Regions from separate parts of the Danio rerio genome. Here region 1 is linked to region 2. The links are chromatin contacts, called in public HiChIP or PLAC-seq maps. All regions are on one chromosome and are shown on one strand. Each heading gives the region's core, a stretch centred on a gene start, on an enhancer-like site or on the middle of the called end of the contact. The rest is flanking DNA. Distances are from core to core; before and after follow the strand shown. Region 1 holds the start of zmpste24 (zinc metallopeptidase, STE24 homolog). Region 2 holds the start of peli1b (pellino E3 ubiquitin protein ligase 1b).

Region 1 (4,488 bases), core at 370-2,869, 140 kb before region 2:
GTTAGATAATAATAAAAATAATAATAATAAACAGAGATCAGGATAAGAACATAAACAATAATTTAAAAAGTTGTTCTTAATGAACAAGACCTATTCTTGTTCAAGGACACTTTTGAAATACTTTCTTGATCCACTTCAAATGTTGACTTCTGTACTGTAAGAGACCAAGCCTACCTCGTACTCTGGACCAAAACCAAAGTGAGCTGTCAGATGCCCAGATAATTTCCAAAGGAATGGGATTCCACCAAGGAGCAGTATTAGCTACACAATACAGTGTGAGAGAGAGAGAGAGAGAGAGAGAGAGAGAGAGAGATTAAACATGCTCAGTAGATAAGAGACAGAAGCAAGTGGTTTAAAAAAATAAAATAAAAAAACTAAGGAACCACAATATTTTCCCTCCAGAGGATTAATGTGAAATTTGCATTTGAACGCTACAGATATCAAGTTTTCAGAAGACACGAAAAAGTCTCTGGATCATACTTGATAAAACTACGACACATTTAATGACACTGAGTATTCATTAAATAAGGGTATTTTGAACATGAATTTCTGTGGGGGTAGCGTGGTGAGGCAGTGGGTAGCCCTGTCGCCTCACAGCAAGAAGGTCGCTGGTTTGAGCCTCGGCTGGGTCAGTTGGCGTTTTTGTGTGGAGTTTGCATATTCTCCCTGTGTTGGTGTGAGTTTCCTCCGAGTGCTCCGGTTTCCCCCACAGGTCCAAAGACATGAACTATAGGTGAATTGAATAAGCTAAAATTGGCCATAGTGTATGTCTGTGAATGAGTGTGTATGGGTGTTTCCCAGTGGCGGGTTGCAGCTGGGAGGATATCTGCTGTGTAAAACATATACTGGATAAGTTGGCGGTTCCGTCTGCTGTGGTGACCCCTGATAAATAAATGGACTAAGCCGAAAAAAGAATGAATAAATACATTTCTGTGGAGGAGGGTTCATGCTCACCGTGCCTTCAAACTCAGAGTATAATCCAGACCAGAAGCCAAAGTTACTCTTGTCCAGCTGATAGAGGCGAGACTTTTCAAAGGTCTCTGAATCCATAATCTTGCCCAGCTCAGTGGGCACATGAACTGTAGCCCTGTAGATCTTTCTCTGTCAACAAATAAACAAGTCTAGATAAGTTTTTACACACAGTTTAGGTTTAGCTCAGCATTTTAGTGCATCAAAGTTCAATTTCACAGACTATACACTGACGGGAATTTGAATACAAAAATACAAATAAGCGAATCAGAAGTGAAAAACATTTGTTGACTTTCCACAATCACAACCTAGAACAAAACAAGCACAAGCTAACCTGTCTATAGGCGAGGTAGGCCTCCCAAACATACACCGTCCATGAGAAAAACAGGACAGCGTAAAATATCTTGTCTTCAACTGATAATGCAAGAATTTCCCGGAGCATTGTGACGTCTCGACAGTTATTTGTTGCTACTGTTAACTATCCCGGCGGTGTGCAGTATTACAGCAGATCCTGATCATTCAAGACAGACAATAATCTTCCTACCTACCCACAGCTAACAACACGATGTTTGTAACTTAGGAAACCGTGTCAATATACTGAAACACTACATGTAGAGATGCAAAAATAATGTAAACTCATTGCTCGATCACTTCCTTTACCCATTCATGTGAAATGTGTGTAACCCCAAACTGTGTTCGACCAAACACAACACGCGGATGAAACTGGTCCCTATGGTAGTTCTACATATTTTTTTATATTTTTATAATTTATGAAATGATTTTGTAGTTTGATAAACCGGTTTGATTTATAGAAACAACTACAGATATGCAATATATTCGTTTAAATATGACACTACAATTAATTAAATGTCAAACGCTAAACGAAACGAATAAAGCCAACTAAGAGATTAAAACTTAAATTCATAAGACATCTTATAATACGTGTATTTCTGGGTGTGCTTGTTCAAATTTAAATACAAAACTAAAAATTGTTAAGACTCCTGGTTGACAACAAACCGTTTCTTGGTAGCAACGAGTTGTTAGAAGCCGTGATTACTATCTAGGGAGGGAATGACAATAGTCTTGTCTCCGTAGAAACTACAAAACATTCAGAGAAGTGGCGCAATGGACGAGGATCAATCTGAAGAGGTGATTAAGTCAGATACTTAAAAAAAAGGGAAAAAAAGAAAGTTTTATGTACACGTATTGTAATTTCTACTTCTATATATTTGTAGGCCTATATTTAAAACATTTACATGGTTCTGTATGCCATAACTATTGCGTACAGGCGTTAACTAGCTTACGTATTTATTCTCCAGACTACATTTGTTGTGGACGAGATTACCACTATTATCAAAGAGGTAAGCGCATGTCATTTCAATTTATATATATATATATATATATATATATATATATATATATATATATATATATATATATATATATATATATATATATATATATATATACACACATACATATCTATATATATATATATATATATATATATATATATATATATATATATATATATATATATATATATACACATACATATCTATATATCTATATATCTATATATATATATATATACATACATACATATCTATATATCTATATATACATACATACATACATATCTATATATATATATATATATATATATATATATATATATATATATATATATATATATATATATATTTGTGTGTGTGTGTGTGTGTGTGTGTGTGGCTAAAGTCAATCCTAAACTTTAAGGCCTAGTTTCACAAACAGGGCTTAGATTAAGCCAGGATGAAGGCTTAGTTCAATTAGGCTATTTAAGCCACATTTATAAAAATGGCCTTAGAAAAATATATCACTGGTGTGCACCTGGAGACAAAAAAAGACACTGACGTATTTTAAGACATCTGACTGCAAGTTATTTTGAGTTGAGAAAGCTCAAACAAGCAATTTAATCTTGACTAGCCTTAAACCTTGTTTGTGAAACCGGGGTAAATGTAATAACTTTTGTTGCACGTGTAAGTGTAAATGTTACGTTTCAAAAATCCCTAATATTGTGACATCTTTTGATGACAGACTGTTGAAACCACCATTGGAAACAATTCATACCAGCACGAAAAAATTAATCAGTGGATGTCAAGCATTGCAGAATTAAGCTTGAGTCAGCTAACTAAATTAGGAAAACCTTTCAAGTACATAGGTATGGTAACCATATTTAGATAAGTTATTATGTAAAGGACCTGAACCAAATCCATGGTTTTCTGTTTGTTCAAACAGTGACATGCATCATATTGCAAAAAAATGGGGCAGGTTTACACACTGCCAGCTCGTGTTTCTGGGACAACACTACAGATGGTAAGGCTATTTGTATAATTGATCAGAATTTTAGACGCCAACATTTCCAATAACAATTGTAATCCAAGCATGAAAATAATTTATTGAAATGGTCTTTTTTTCTTTTTCTTTTTGTTGTTTTTTTTGCACAGGGAGCTGCACAGTACGATGGGAGAATAAAACCATTTACTGCATAGTTAGTGTTTTTGGGCTTGCCATTTGAGGATGAAGGTCTAAGGATTCCAAACATATTTTATGCAATGCTGTACTTGTTAGATCTGTTTCACAAATAAATTTGATTTGCAATTCTAACTCTATACATTTCTTTTATCAGTGTATATAAACCACCCCAGATTGTGAAATCAATTAAAATTACTTTTGTTACAGAAGTGTAAATGTGTATTGTGTATGCAATAAGTAACAGAACATGCATTTTTGAAATTATTTGTTGTTCATTTTTTTATTTGACCTTATTTACAGATATAAACATTCACAACTTAACAATCAAGGTACCTAACCTTGGCAGCAAAGAACCAAAATTGTATCAATGATATAAAAAAATACTATGAAAGTCTCTCAAATAAAAAAAGTGGGCAAGAGTTAACCGTCTTGGTGCCCAGCAGAGGCTTATACTTTAGTTTCAGAGGGCAAGAGATCGAAAATGGAGGCAAAGGACTTTGGCCTCTCTAGAACCACCACAGGCTTCAGGAACTGTAGCTGTTTTATAGCTTGGTCGCCACACCCCCCTAAAGCTCTCTCTAAAATCATACGGAGATTCTGAATAGAGGTACACTCTCCTTTAGAAATCAGATGCCTCAAAGGGGATGACCGAAACCTGCGGCTTCGAGAAATGGGGGCTCCACTTTCAGTGTTCTCCTTGACTGAGCAATTTCGTCTGAAACAATCTCGCCGGCGATTTGGATCAGGCTTGAGGCAAGGATTAGAAACTACTGCAGTCCATGGTTTTTCAAGTTTGATCTCCTCATCCTTGTCTTTAATGAACTTCAAGAATGATGACTCGAAGCCCATAGGTTTGTATGCTGCAATGTCAAAAGCCCTTGGGGATAGACTGTGCTCTACAGGATCCATTGGGACTGGAGAAAGAGGGACTGGTGGTAGTGGTGGTTCAGAGAGCTCATTCTTTCGTCTGAGGGGCTGCCGAGTTGGGGTGGGGACCGATAT
Region 2 (4,166 bases), core at 425-2,924:
TGTTCACTAAACATTGACTAACACTTTTTGTTGTTAAAGGTGACATACAGCTTCTTGATTACTGAGTCATGTATCATTTTCCTTTCCAGACATGCCAAAAAACGTAGTGTCGAAAAACAGGAAACCACACAATGCCTTTAATGACTAGTTAATCAGGGCAAACAAGACTCAGTTCAGATTTCTGAACAAAACAAGTCTAATTCTTGTACATTTCCATCTTTATTTTAGTTTTTATTTATTTTTATTTTATTTTTTATTTGTGCAATTAAATGTAAGGTTTCACAGGGATCAATCAAATTTAATGAATTGTATTGATTTAGCTTTTTAATGCTTGTTTTGTCTTATTTTAAACCATTTTACACTCCATGAAAGGTCTACACCAAACCTTTGCATATAAAGGGCCAAAAACCAAACTTGATTGAGGGATGTGGGCCAAGTATAAACAAAACCGAATATCACACCATATTACATTAAATTTGCTATGCAATTTCTTAATTTTTTTACCAAATATTTAAAAATTACTAGAAAATGTTGCTTTAAATTATATTAGCTAATGCAGTATATATATTTTTTACATTTCATAATGAACAGATTACAGTAAAAAAGTAAACAATCCCATTGATCCTACACGGGAAGAACCTAAACATATATGTTTAAATATAGGTTTTGATATAGGTTTTTAATATATGTAACATATATAAAATTGGCCATTTTCCTTTATTATTTGTACATATATGTACAAATAATGTGTGAAAACGGTCATAGTCTTACTTATTTGCCATAGTTAAATTCCATAACATGCCAATTACATGTGATACCAATTTCAAGTGTTCGCATATACAACTCTTTTGCATTTTCTTTTAATAGAAAATATGAGCTAGGCATCATGTATGACTAAGTGAAATATGAGCTAAATAGGAGACATATCTTATTTGTACATATAGGGCTTACATGTGGATATAAAGAAGCAATACAGGAGACCTGTATGGCCTGTATGTGCACATACAGTATATGCACCTTAATTTTGCCTATGTGGCATATATACATATATATGCAGCGTATATATTATCATATATGTGCACATATACTGCATATAGGTTTTATATATGCGCATATATCTTCATATAGGTTCTTTCCATGTGGTATAACACAATGGAGTTCAATGCAAAACACTAGTCGACCTGCTCCTGCCTTTGCCTTGATTTGCTTGCTAATATTTTGTGCATTGCTTTTTGTCAAGTGACAGCTTTTACATTTTAAAAGTCTGATTCATTTACAACATTTTATTGAAACATTAAATTTCAGTTGGATTTTTTGAAGCTCAGCAATAAAACTAAGAAACAAGGGTTACGTTAAAATTGAAATAACGATCTCTTTTCTCTCTTTTCAAATGGGATGGTGGGCCATGTCAAAGGTTACCATGTGGCAACTTTGGCCAGGGGGCCCTGCATCTCTGGTTTACAGCAACTGATTAGATTCTTCTTGTGCATATTTTGATGATGACATGTGATGATACATACATTTATATCTTGAAAAAAGAGCTCAAATCAGTTATTGTCTTCTATGGGCGTGCATTCAGCTTAAATATGAGATCTACTGTACTGACCCAGTGACACGCCTTTGATGGGACAGGCTCTTTGCTCAGAACTACATTACCCACAACACCCAACTCACCGATCTGTGACGCGGCAGGTTTTTCTCCCCTCATCTAGTCTGGAGGCACTATAACACAAAACACCACCGTCTGTTTACAGTCTCTCTAGAAGCAGCGGCGGACAGCACCGTTTTATAGCCTTTTTATAAAAATATCAATCCTCTGCTCTTCTTCCGAGCTCGACACTGTGCGGGATCACAGTTAACGTTACATACAACGGCAGGGAGAATATTTTTATTTGAACATTGACAGAGAACTCAAAACACCTGCTTTTGTTAGCAAGTTAACGTTAGCTTCTCTTGTCTTCACAGAAACCCTCTTTATCCTGTCTTTCCGTTATATTCTGTCTTGTTTTTTTATTTTGTTTAGTAATTTGTTTAGCCAGATAGCAGTTGTAGCTTAACCTGTGCTAACGGAGCAGCTCTTTGTTCGTGCCTCAGAAAAACACACCAACACCGCCGTGAGTACCTCAATTTACCTAGAAAATGAGCAATATGCTTTTGTTTTGTAGAACAATGGTTGTTTTCTATGTGAATCTGAGTTGTTTTCCTGCAGTGTTATTGTTATGATGTGTTTGTTTGTAAATATTCTAGTCATCATGTTTAGGCTAGTTTCATCTTTATGAGTGAACATTAAAATATGTTTCAGCATTCTGTATATTCATTTACTATTCATGTATTGTGTCTGTTTATTGTTTTATTTTCTTAAATATACAGCCATTGGATATTTGTTATATGATATATGGTTCTACTTTTCTAAAAGCTCTGCATACTGTAAATGTCCTTAACTGACATAACTTTTACATCTAATGATATGATAAAGAATTGTCGTTTTGTTAGTTGACACTTCTCGAAGTTGTTTTGTCAGATACATGCAAAAATGTGATTGCTTTGACTCTATTGATCCAACTTTTCAATTGTTCCTGCTTAGTCGACATGTTCAAGAATAACGTATTCTAGTCTGTATTGTTTGTCAAGTCCAGTAAATGACACGAAGCCTTCCTTTTTCATTTAGAGTTAGACAATGGGGAATTATGCTAATTGAGAAAGCAGTGCACTCCATATATTTTACGAGCACAATTTGCATTGGCTTTTGTGGGCTCGTTACAGACGTGTCATTGTTCTTTGCTGATGTATTTAAACGTTCAGAGTCATTTGCATAGGCAGACCGAGCATCTGGTCCGACCCAATGTGGCCTTTGTCCCTTTGCCTTGCTGACGTCATGATGTCAATCACCCCCCCTTTTTTTGGTACCAGCCGGTGCTGCTACATCTGAATTATTTATTACATCAACAGATGAATTAACATGCTTTCATACAAAACTTACTGTCACTCCATTGTTTCTTCTATCACATTAATGATATTCCTGAAATTGGAAACTTTTATGTTTAAAAGTATACCATTTGGATTGGAATATTATGTCAGGTATATGGAAACGTTGTACAAAATTTTTATTTTAACCGTGCGTATAGTTCCATATTTATGAATTGACATGCTTGATACTTTACCATGAGGCTAATATAATCTTTAGTCACATGTAATAGTGTCAAACAAAAAAATACTTTGCATACATATACAGGGACTTCAAAATTATTTATCTGAAATAACATTGGATTTAAGAGTTTGTATGTAAAATATTGTGTATATTAAATTTTTTATTGACACTGTTGAGTCCTTGCGCTAAATAACTAGTGCCATTTTGCCTGGAAAATCAAAATGATGTGACATTTGTATGTACTCCTCTTGAGAGCCTTTCTTTTGTTCTTTGACACATGTAACCAATGCTTATTCAATGTTCTGGACAATACCGAAATAGATATTTTGTTATGTAATGTCAATGTGTTAAGCAGAGAAAGCAATGAATTTGAAGTATCATTTCACATAATTGTAACCCCACTGATCCTACTGCACCCATTCCACTCTGAGCTGGGATCGAATCAGCGACAGTCCGCATAGCAGTTGAATGCTCTAACAAGGAGGCTAAAGACCATGGCCTCTAGTGACTGTTGCTAGAGCACCTTTAGAGGTCAGAGGAGTGAGGTTTACCTGCACGGTACTTCACTATCTGGGCTGTTATACTTACCCCCTTAAATCTCACTCCCATCCGGGTCACGGCACCATTGTATCCCCGCCGGTCCTACTGCACCCAACCCGCTCTGAGCTGGGATCGTACCAGTGACCTTCCACATGGTAGTCGGTTGCTCTTACAAGGAGGCTAAAGATCATGACCTCTAGCATCTGTGGCTAGAGCACCTTTAGAGGTCCCAGGAGTGAAATTTACCTGCACATCACTTAACTAGCTGGCCTCAGTTAAATTAGCCAGTTTTCCGCTGTTTGGTACGTTCCGTTTGGTTTGCTTGGCTGGTTTGTATTTCCACTGCAGTTTAGTATCGCTAAAAGTGGGTGGGATTTTTAGTTGCACAACCTCTGCTGAAGCTTCCAGAAAAACGTTTTCATGCCGGTTCATGCTCTCGCTGGATCTGCTCTTTGGCGACCAACGAAAGGGATGTCTG

What was found. HiChIP or PLAC-seq counts read pairs in DNA pulled down with a chosen protein or histone mark.
Region 1: a contact with region 2 is called in an H3K4me3 HiChIP or PLAC-seq map of embryo, with 2.2 times the contacts expected there. The contact joins the promoter of zmpste24 here to the promoter of peli1b in region 2. A contact is called at or near these places in 2 of 4 datasets of contacts at active chromatin or transcription factors (embryo and gastrula embryo).

What each region holds. Positions count from the first base shown.
Region 1 is chr17:25,986,159-25,990,646 of GRCz12tu, reverse strand. It overlaps zmpste24 (zinc metallopeptidase, STE24 homolog), which reads right to left and starts at 1,619. Exons shown (of 10, transcript NM_199892.1): 1 at 1,304-1,619; 2 at 955-1,101; 3 at 175-261. The coding sequence starts at 1,411. dynlt1a (dynein light chain Tctex-type 1a) reads left to right here and starts at 2,090. Exons shown (of 5, transcript NM_001423210.1): 1 at 2,090-2,118; 2 at 2,289-2,330; 3 at 3,049-3,172; 4 at 3,250-3,327; 5 at 3,459-3,618. The coding sequence starts at 2,095. The coding sequence ends at 3,529. rlf (RLF zinc finger) reads right to left here. Exons shown (of 8, transcript XM_685832.11): 8 at 3,739-4,488. The coding sequence ends at 3,934.
Region 2 is chr17:25,845,494-25,849,659 of GRCz12tu, reverse strand. It overlaps peli1b (pellino E3 ubiquitin protein ligase 1b), which reads left to right and starts at 1,674. Exons shown (of 7, transcript NM_001077601.2): 1 at 1,674-2,114.